Regions from separate parts of the Zea mays genome. Here region 2 is linked to region 1. The links are chromatin contacts, called in public Hi-C maps. All regions are on one chromosome and are shown on one strand. Each heading gives the region's core, a stretch centred on a gene start, on an enhancer-like site or on the middle of the called end of the contact. The rest is flanking DNA. Distances are from core to core; before and after follow the strand shown.

Region 1 (4,139 bases), core at 95-2,594:
CGGGGTGAAGCTCTGCCTCTTCTGGGCGTCGCGCAGCGGCGAGGAGGACGTGGAGTCGCCGTCGCCGCTGCCGCCGACGGCGGGCCGGAGGAGCCAGCTCCTGGCCTTGGCGGCGTCGGGGGAGCAGCCCACGACCTTGCATCCGAGGGAGCAGAAGCGGAAGTTGTCGAGGAGGCTGCGGGCGCACACCTCGCAGAGGTTGGCGGACGCCGACGCGGCCTTGCATCCAGGCCTCTGCTGCTGGGGCCGCTCGTTGAGGAAGACGACGCGGGCGCTGTTGATGACGTAGGTCTGCACCCCGGCGATGTCCATGAAGCGCTGGATGTCGGACACCCGGATGACGTCGTGGTAGGAGGAGCGCCGGATCTGGATGGTGTGGTGGTCGCGGTGGGCCTGCGCCAGGCACAGCGAGCACAGGGCGCGCGCGCCCGCGCCCGCGCCCGCGGCGGAGCAGTCCAGGCAGAACATGTTGCACTCGCCGCTGCGGTGCGAGTCGCCGTGCGTCCTGCAGTGCGCGAAGAAGCGCGCCGAAAGCAGCGGCTGCAGCCAGCGCGGCCACTGCCCCGCGTACGCCGCCGTGGCGACCTCCTCCTCCTCCTCCGGCTCAGGGTCAGGGCCGCCGCCGCCCTGCACGGACAACCATGTTTCCGTCAGTTGACTCGCTTTGCTCGATGGCGAAGCATTTGAATTGGCTGTTTGCCAAGAAAAGCTCCGTCACACAGATAGATCGGCAAACAAACAAGATGGAATAGTAGTCTGCAAGAGAGAGAGATTCGGTTGCTTGCGCTCAAAAAAAAAAAAGTTTTAAAAAATTATTGCTCGGGGAACGGCGGCACGGGAGACAATCAGAACGAGACGCCAAGGCAATGCGGAGATCCCAAAGAAAGGGTCGAGGGAGGCGGTGGACAAAAACAGTCGTTGAATCTAAGGCATGGCCGCCGCCATTGCTGCACGTAAGTAAGCGTTCGTCGCCAACAGTAACGGAAAGGAGCAAAAAAAAAAAAAAAACGTTCTTTTCTTGGCCGGCAAGAAGAGAAATCGAGAATGGCAGGGCTCGGGGCTACAAAAGGATATATAGGAAGGCGATGGACGAGCGGCTCCGGCCAGGTGACTCACCATGATCCTGCGGTTCTTGAGGCGGAGCTCCTTGAACGGGGACTCGTGGTCGATCGCCATCGCACCCTCCGATCCTCTCCTTCCTCCCTCGGAGAGACTGGGAAGAGCCGAACCGAGCCTTCTCGTCGTCGTCCTTGCTCCTACGACCCTTGCTGTCGCGGTTTCAGGCGGCGACGGGAGGGAAGGAAGGAAAATGTGGGCAGGGGGCAGGTGAAGCGAAGCAAGCAGAGGGGAAATGGGCTAGTGGATGGGCTTTATATGCCCGCGGCCTGCGGACTTGGGTCGAGAGGTGGGAATCGGAATAGCAACGGGGTCGCTGTCTGCGCGCTCGCTGGCTGCGGCACAAACAAGGCAGGGGTCGGCGTTCTTATCCCCTCCCTCCCCCTTTCCCTTCCTTGCAGTTGCAGGTCGCCAGGTCTAGCTCGTCGTTGCATAGCATACCAAGCCCAACTCTTCAAAACCAAACAAATCCTCATCTTTACTATATACATCCTCACGCGGGCAGAAACAGAAAGGCTATATATAAAAAAGAGTAAGAATCCATCCATCGATCCATCCATCCAATTTGAAATTCGAAATCGCAGCATCGGCGTCTGCCGTAACAGCAGCCCAGCAGATGCGTTATTCGCAAGGAGGAGGGGCCATTAATTAATCGATGTGGTGGATGGATTTAAATACTTGGTTTAAGTACGCCGCCATTAATCAACTGTTGGGGTTCCCTTCCCTTTCCCTTTCCCTGGCCCCCACTATCACACGCCTGCTCCGCGCTGCTGCCGGACCAGGCAACGCAGGAGGGCGTGGCGAGCCTGCTTGACCTCGCCGGACGGACGGCACCCTTTTCCGTCCCGGTTTGGACGGCCGAAAGCCCTTGCCTTGCTGCTCAAGTCGGTTGGACCATAGTGGCAGGTTTTGGTAATGCCACGTTTCAGCTCCGGATTTGCCTTCTCTAGGCTTGCGAAGAGCTTTACCAAACAACCATTTTAGGAATGAGAGATTCTATTTGCTACGTATTTCTATTTGGCACCACTTCACTTCACCCCATGATTTTAATTTTTTTTTTTACTTCAGCTCTATCGATGAAATTAGATCTGGTCTCTCTCTGGCTTTGGCAAATCCGGAATTATTATTGTATGTTTTCTCCATCCCGTCCCAAACTTCTACAAGAGTAGATTTTAAGGAGCTCCCTAGATATGAAACCATTCCATTTTTATCCGTTTTTGCACAAAACGGCTCCAAAACGACTCTTTGAAGCTGGTGGAGAAGCCATGCCAAACAGGACTGTATATAGAGAAGCCAGGGCTGCTCAAATATGGCTTCTCCTCACAAATTTAACATAAACTGTCGCTGCCGGTACAGTGGCTGTTGGCTTTGTTGCCAAAGGTTTTACAGAACAGATTCAGCTTCACCAGACACGCTGCTCTACACCCCCCCTCCTACTATCTTAGTATTAGTATGCTAATTTTCAAGCCTAGATATTTGCCACATTCATCATAGAAAAATCAAAAGCAAAAATTACCCCATTTACTATTTCACTAACAAACGTTAACTCTCAAGGTTAGAAAATTACCAATTAGCTAGAAGAAGAAGAAAAAAAAATTTAAAGTACCCTTCTACATGTTGGTCAATTACCCACTACTGCATTAACCAAAAGGTAACCCCTAAAGTAATCTTCTGTCTATCTCTATTACCAGCCCATCACATTATTGGAAAAAAAAGCTTTTGTTATATTGGATATTTTCTTTTACAACAAAACAAGATTCAAAGTTGCGAATGGTAGATTCAAAGTTGCAAGGATAAATACTTTGTGCGCACAAAGGCATCCATCCATGGGCCAGATATTGACAGGTTCACCTCTCTTTCTTTCTATAGCACTATTGCAAAAGAGAAGCAGGAGTATTGTCCAATTTTAAGTGCTCCAAACCCATCATGATCAATTACCTCCACTCCCTCTTTTGAGAAATTTGAGTGAAACTCTGAGCAACTCGAGCACAAGTAACTCTGACCGACTCAAATGCACGCAACTCGTACAAACTCAAACAGATATATCTTGCACTAAACTCCACCGGATCAAGTGGACAAGGAGATATATAGCATGTTTGGTTCACTGTCTAACTTGCCACACTTTGTCTAACTTTTCAGTCTAAAATTAGTTATTCAGTTCGGACGACTAACCTTAAGTAAAGTGTGACACATTTAATCACGAACCAAATCGGCCAAGCCAATTCAAACCCATGCAACTCTAAGTGTTGTTTGACACGCACCGTGGACAAGCAGAGATTTGCAAATTTTCCATCCTCATCATTGAACTTTGGAAATTTACCCTTAGCCCCACAATTCACATAGATACAGACGTACGACCCATAAATCATAGATTTGAGAAGAATTATAAACAAAGAGGCAACAAGGTCATGGACAAAATTCTAAGTATTTCATGGACAGGCTCATCATACATGCATGCCATGGACACACGCTGTGAATACATTATCAGGTTGTCTCAAGTTGTTTCATCCAAATATATTTTAGCTTTTCCACAATTGTCAGTAGTTTTTTCAAATCTTATAGCTAGAATCATATTTTTAGAAATGTACATATGAACCAAACAGACTCCTAAAATATTGGATTATATGTGTTGTGTAATCGTATAAGAGCACCTCAACAATGCCTTAAGTCAGTGCCCTATCTTAAAATATAGGGCTAAACACATAAAAACAACTCCAATAGTTTTATATTTTTTTATTAAAAAATATAGGACACATCATGAAGTGACCCAAGTATACTATACCCCAGACTAGTGTCCTATCCTTGTTTTCCACATCATTTTTTTTCTAATAATATAATTTACTTTCTAAAATATATGATTTAGGGCTTAATTATTGGGACGCAATTTTCGCCTTAATTGTTAGGACACAATTTTCCTAAAAATATTAAGGTTCATCTCAAATGCATATCTTTCCTTTCTGTAAGGCAGGATGACATTTTCACCTTAATGTGTTCTAAATGGCTTGTGAAGCAAAGATATTGTC
Region 2 (3,872 bases), core at 495-2,994, 290 kb before region 1:
AATATTGCATGTTACCTCTGCAGTTAGTATGGTCACAAACTGAGCTTGGTGATGGGATGGATTCACTCAACAGAGTGGTTATGATGTACTTCTCGTAGCCATGTAAATCAGCCAAGCTCACCTCCACATGATGCTCAGAGGTCTTCACTCTGACATCGATGTGCTTTCTAATTTCTCCCTATAGTGTGAAATCGGTCAATTAGTCGCTGATGATTCCAGTTGGTTGCATTTTATGAATTCACAACAATAGCAACAACTTTATCACTTCAACAAAGGAAAAAAGAACTTGATCACTTTGGTGAAAGTGACCATGGAGTTAAAAAAAGGGGAAAACGCTTTCATGCATATAAAGTACCTTCAGCTCAAATCTCTTTGTCTGTTCCTCTATCTGCGTATGTCAGGATGGAGAAAAAAATAACAAATTGTGAAGACACCGAGGTTTTAGCCATTTAGCTTCTTTAAATGAGGACTAGTAGTAATTTAAGCCAAGTTTGCCATAGTGACCTTGAGATCATGGGGGCCAAAAGCATCCCTTATAAGTGCCAGTACCATGCTTCTCTTCCCAACCGCCGGCGGGCCTTCAAAGATGAAATGTCTGCACTGGTGTGCAACAACCTGCATGCAACAGACGAACTTGCCCATGTATCAGATGAACTTGGCCACAATCCTAAAAGCTGCTCTGATACGAAACTGCAAGGCAAACTCTGAAGCAACGTTTGCAATGTGGTCGTGTGATCACCAACCAGCTGGTAGAGCTCGGCGGCGACGGTCTTGTTGCAGATGAACTCGTTGAGGACATTGGGCCGGTACTTGTCCGCCCACACGTACTTGTCGTCGGCCACCACGGGCAATGCGGCGGAGTCGGCGAGGGGCCGAGGGGACTCGTCGCTGTCCGTCTGCAGTGACGGAGACCTCGCTCTCGTCTTGGGCGAAGCTCTGAGCCAGGTTCCCCCACTTCCTCCCGCGACGGTAACGACCGGCGTCGCCTGGTGGTCGCTGCTCCCCGCGCTCTCGCCGGCGGACATGTCCGCTTCGGCAATGGCTTCGGATCCCGCCGCCGGCTCCTCTCTCTCCCTCGAAGGCCCCGTCGTGGGGACGACACTCACGGCGGGCGCCTCGTGGCGCGGCACCACCTCCGGCTCCGCCGCCGATGCAGCCGGTGTGAATGATGGTCTAGGCCGTGGCGGCGGGCTTGGCGCGCGGCACGGCTCCTCGAGTTCGCGCGCGACGGCGCCGCCGCCCTTGGGCAGGAAAGTGGCGCCCCAGCGGTGCAGTTTTACCATGAGCTCAGAGTGCAGCGGCCTGCCGCCCCTCTGGCCGGCCGGACGCCCGCAAGCCGGGACGAGGTACGGGAGGAGACCGCCCTGCCCGAAGCCCCCCTGGCGGCGGCGAGCCTCCCGGCGGCGGTCCTCGGCGATCACCGCGGAGAGCGTGGCGCCCGGCGAGGGGGTTTCCATGTCCGTGGTGATGTAACTTGGGAGCCAGAGAGCGGGAGGTTGACGCGGCGGTGTGTCTGGGCACTGGCATGGCATCTGCGTGGCGTGGCGCGAATAAGGAGGTGATGAAGCCAATGCACGGCGAGAAGAGCGAGGACGTCGACGGGGTCACCAACGCAACGCGATCGAGTGCTCTGCTCCGCTGGGACGGGGACTGGAGCCACTCAGATTTCTGCAGGACGTTGGGAATCATTCCAGAATTGTTCTCTTCTCTTCTGCATTTTTTTTTGCATATGCACCGGTCAGATCGGAGGATTTTTGCAGATGGCGTACATTCATTTGTCATCCTTACAATTGACTCTATATAATTGTTACAGGAGAGGAGAGAGAGCTTCCACTACATCTATATTTATGTTATTTTTTGTGTATGTAGCCAGCCACGCGGACACGCTACCGTGGCAAGGACTTGGATAGGCCATGTGAAAATGACTCGTGGTGCCCTGCCTCCCTTCTTTAGCCAGACGACAGCTACCCCAAACTTCTCCCATTGTTGCTCCATCTCTGGATCCCCTGATCCCCTCTCTTCAGTCTACGAGCTCAAGCCCAAGATTGCGCGGTGGAGACATGTCCCGGTGGGCCGGGGAAGTCATCGGCAATAAGGAGTAGGGCCTCGCAAGGTGGGTATGGGGGCAGATCTCACTGGTCAAGAGATCGACCGGTTAGATTCTATTATGTCTAGGATCAATTTCTAAGCCTCTAGAATACCAATCTATAACTGGAAAATCTCCGATGACGAGTAAATCTTCTACTGAGAGGAATAGGGGGACATACCTTCGTTGTTGTTGTGTTGACACGTCCTGGCTTGGTGTTGGTGGAGTGTGGCCGCCGCCGCCGCCGGTGTCACCTCCATTGCTCTGCAGAGGAACAGTAGGCATCAGAATCCGAGCCGTTAGTTGTCGCTCTTCCAGTCACTCCGACGCTTAGGCGATGGGGCCTCTGCGTGGATTAGGGTTTTGGGCAAGTACTAGCATTGGCTTTTCCTGCGACCCTTAATCCTTTATATATAGCGTCATGTGACCGGGGGCTCCAACCGAGATCAACATGGGCCCTCCCAATCAAGGGCCCGATTAAAGAGACGATTAGTTGGTTGAGTCCAATCTAGTCTCTAGTGACCGGCTATAGAGGACACACACAACAATCTCTCCTTTGTCCTCTACATTCATTATATTCAACTTTTCTGGATTCCATCCCTCAACAAAGTTTACACATAGAGACCAATGCGTGACAATGACCGATTAAGTATCAATGCACTCATTGAATACAACATGCTCCCCTGCTTCAGAATGAAAAGATATTTTACAAAGTTGCAATCTGTAGCCCCTGTGATTCAAGATCATAGGCACTCCCTTAAACCTATGCCGGCTACGTGTTGTCTTAACACGTTGGGTGGAAGGCTTTTGTGAGCGGATTCGCTAGCATCTGCTATCTATTGTTATGCTCAACTTTTATGGTTTGATCCTGAAATCTTCTCCTTAACAACATAACACTAAATGTCAATGAACTTAGCAGTGCCACTTGACTTGTTGGTATAAGAGTAAAATATTGTTGTCTCATTATCGCATTAAATTCTCAGTGGTCTTTCTATGCTATCAACCACTCTTAATCCGAGTATGAATCTCTTCATCTATATTGCCCGCCCATTTGCCTCATACATGGATGCAAACTCAGCGTGCACTGTCACGATGCTCTCGTTGTCTGTTTGCACCTCTTCCAAGAAATAACTCCCCTAGAGAGTGTACATACCCCAAAGTAGACTTTAGTGTATCTTTACAACCTCCTCAGTCAGCATCTGCAAAGCCAACTATTTGTAGGGAACTAGATCTTCTATATGTTAGCATGAGACATTTTAGTACCTTGCAGGTACCTTAGAGCCTTCTTAACTGCTTTAGAGCATCTCCAACAATGCCTTAAATTGGTGCCTTAAATTGAAATATAGGGCTCTACACAACAAAAATTACTCTAACAATGTCTCATTTTATAAAATTTAGTCAAAAAGTTATAGGGCACTCTCTCAAGTGCCTCAAATATACTACACCGTAGTAGGCTACCCTATAATTTATATTTGAGGCTTTACTGTTGGAGCAGAATATTTTGTTAGTGCACTAAATCCAATAAAATTTACTCATTTTTAAATTATAGGGCATTTTATAGGTCAACATTGTTATAGATGCTCTTATAGTGTTCTATGTCTGGGTTGATCTGATATCTCCCAAGCATCCCGATAGTAAATTCTAAGTTAGGGCGAATAGATATTTGAGCATACATAATGCTTTCGATAGTAGAAGCATATGGTACTGATAGTCGCCTAGAGGGGGGGTGAATAGGGCGAAACTGAAATTTACAAATATAAACACAACTACAAGCCGGGTTAGCGTT

The links. A called contact is a pair of places that touch in the nucleus more often than the background predicts.
Region 2: a Hi-C map of ear shows a contact between it and region 1, with 2.8 times the contacts expected there. The contact joins the promoter of LOC103637697 here to the promoter of LOC100216682 in region 1. A contact is called at or near these places in 4 of 25 Hi-C or Micro-C datasets (bundle sheath, ear, leaf and 1 more).

What each region holds. Positions count from the first base shown.
Region 1 is chr1:100,180,222-100,184,360 of Zm-B73-REFERENCE-NAM-5.0, reverse strand. It overlaps LOC100216682, which reads right to left and starts at 1,344. Exons shown (of 2, transcript NM_001366966.2): 1 at 1,117-1,344; 2 at 1-627. The coding sequence starts at 1,176.
Region 2 is chr1:100,468,104-100,471,975 of Zm-B73-REFERENCE-NAM-5.0, reverse strand. LOC103637697 (replication factor C subunit 5) reads right to left here and starts at 1,744. Exons shown (of 11, transcript XM_008660366.4): 1 at 744-1,744; 2 at 505-615; 3 at 356-388; 4 at 16-178. The coding sequence starts at 1,532.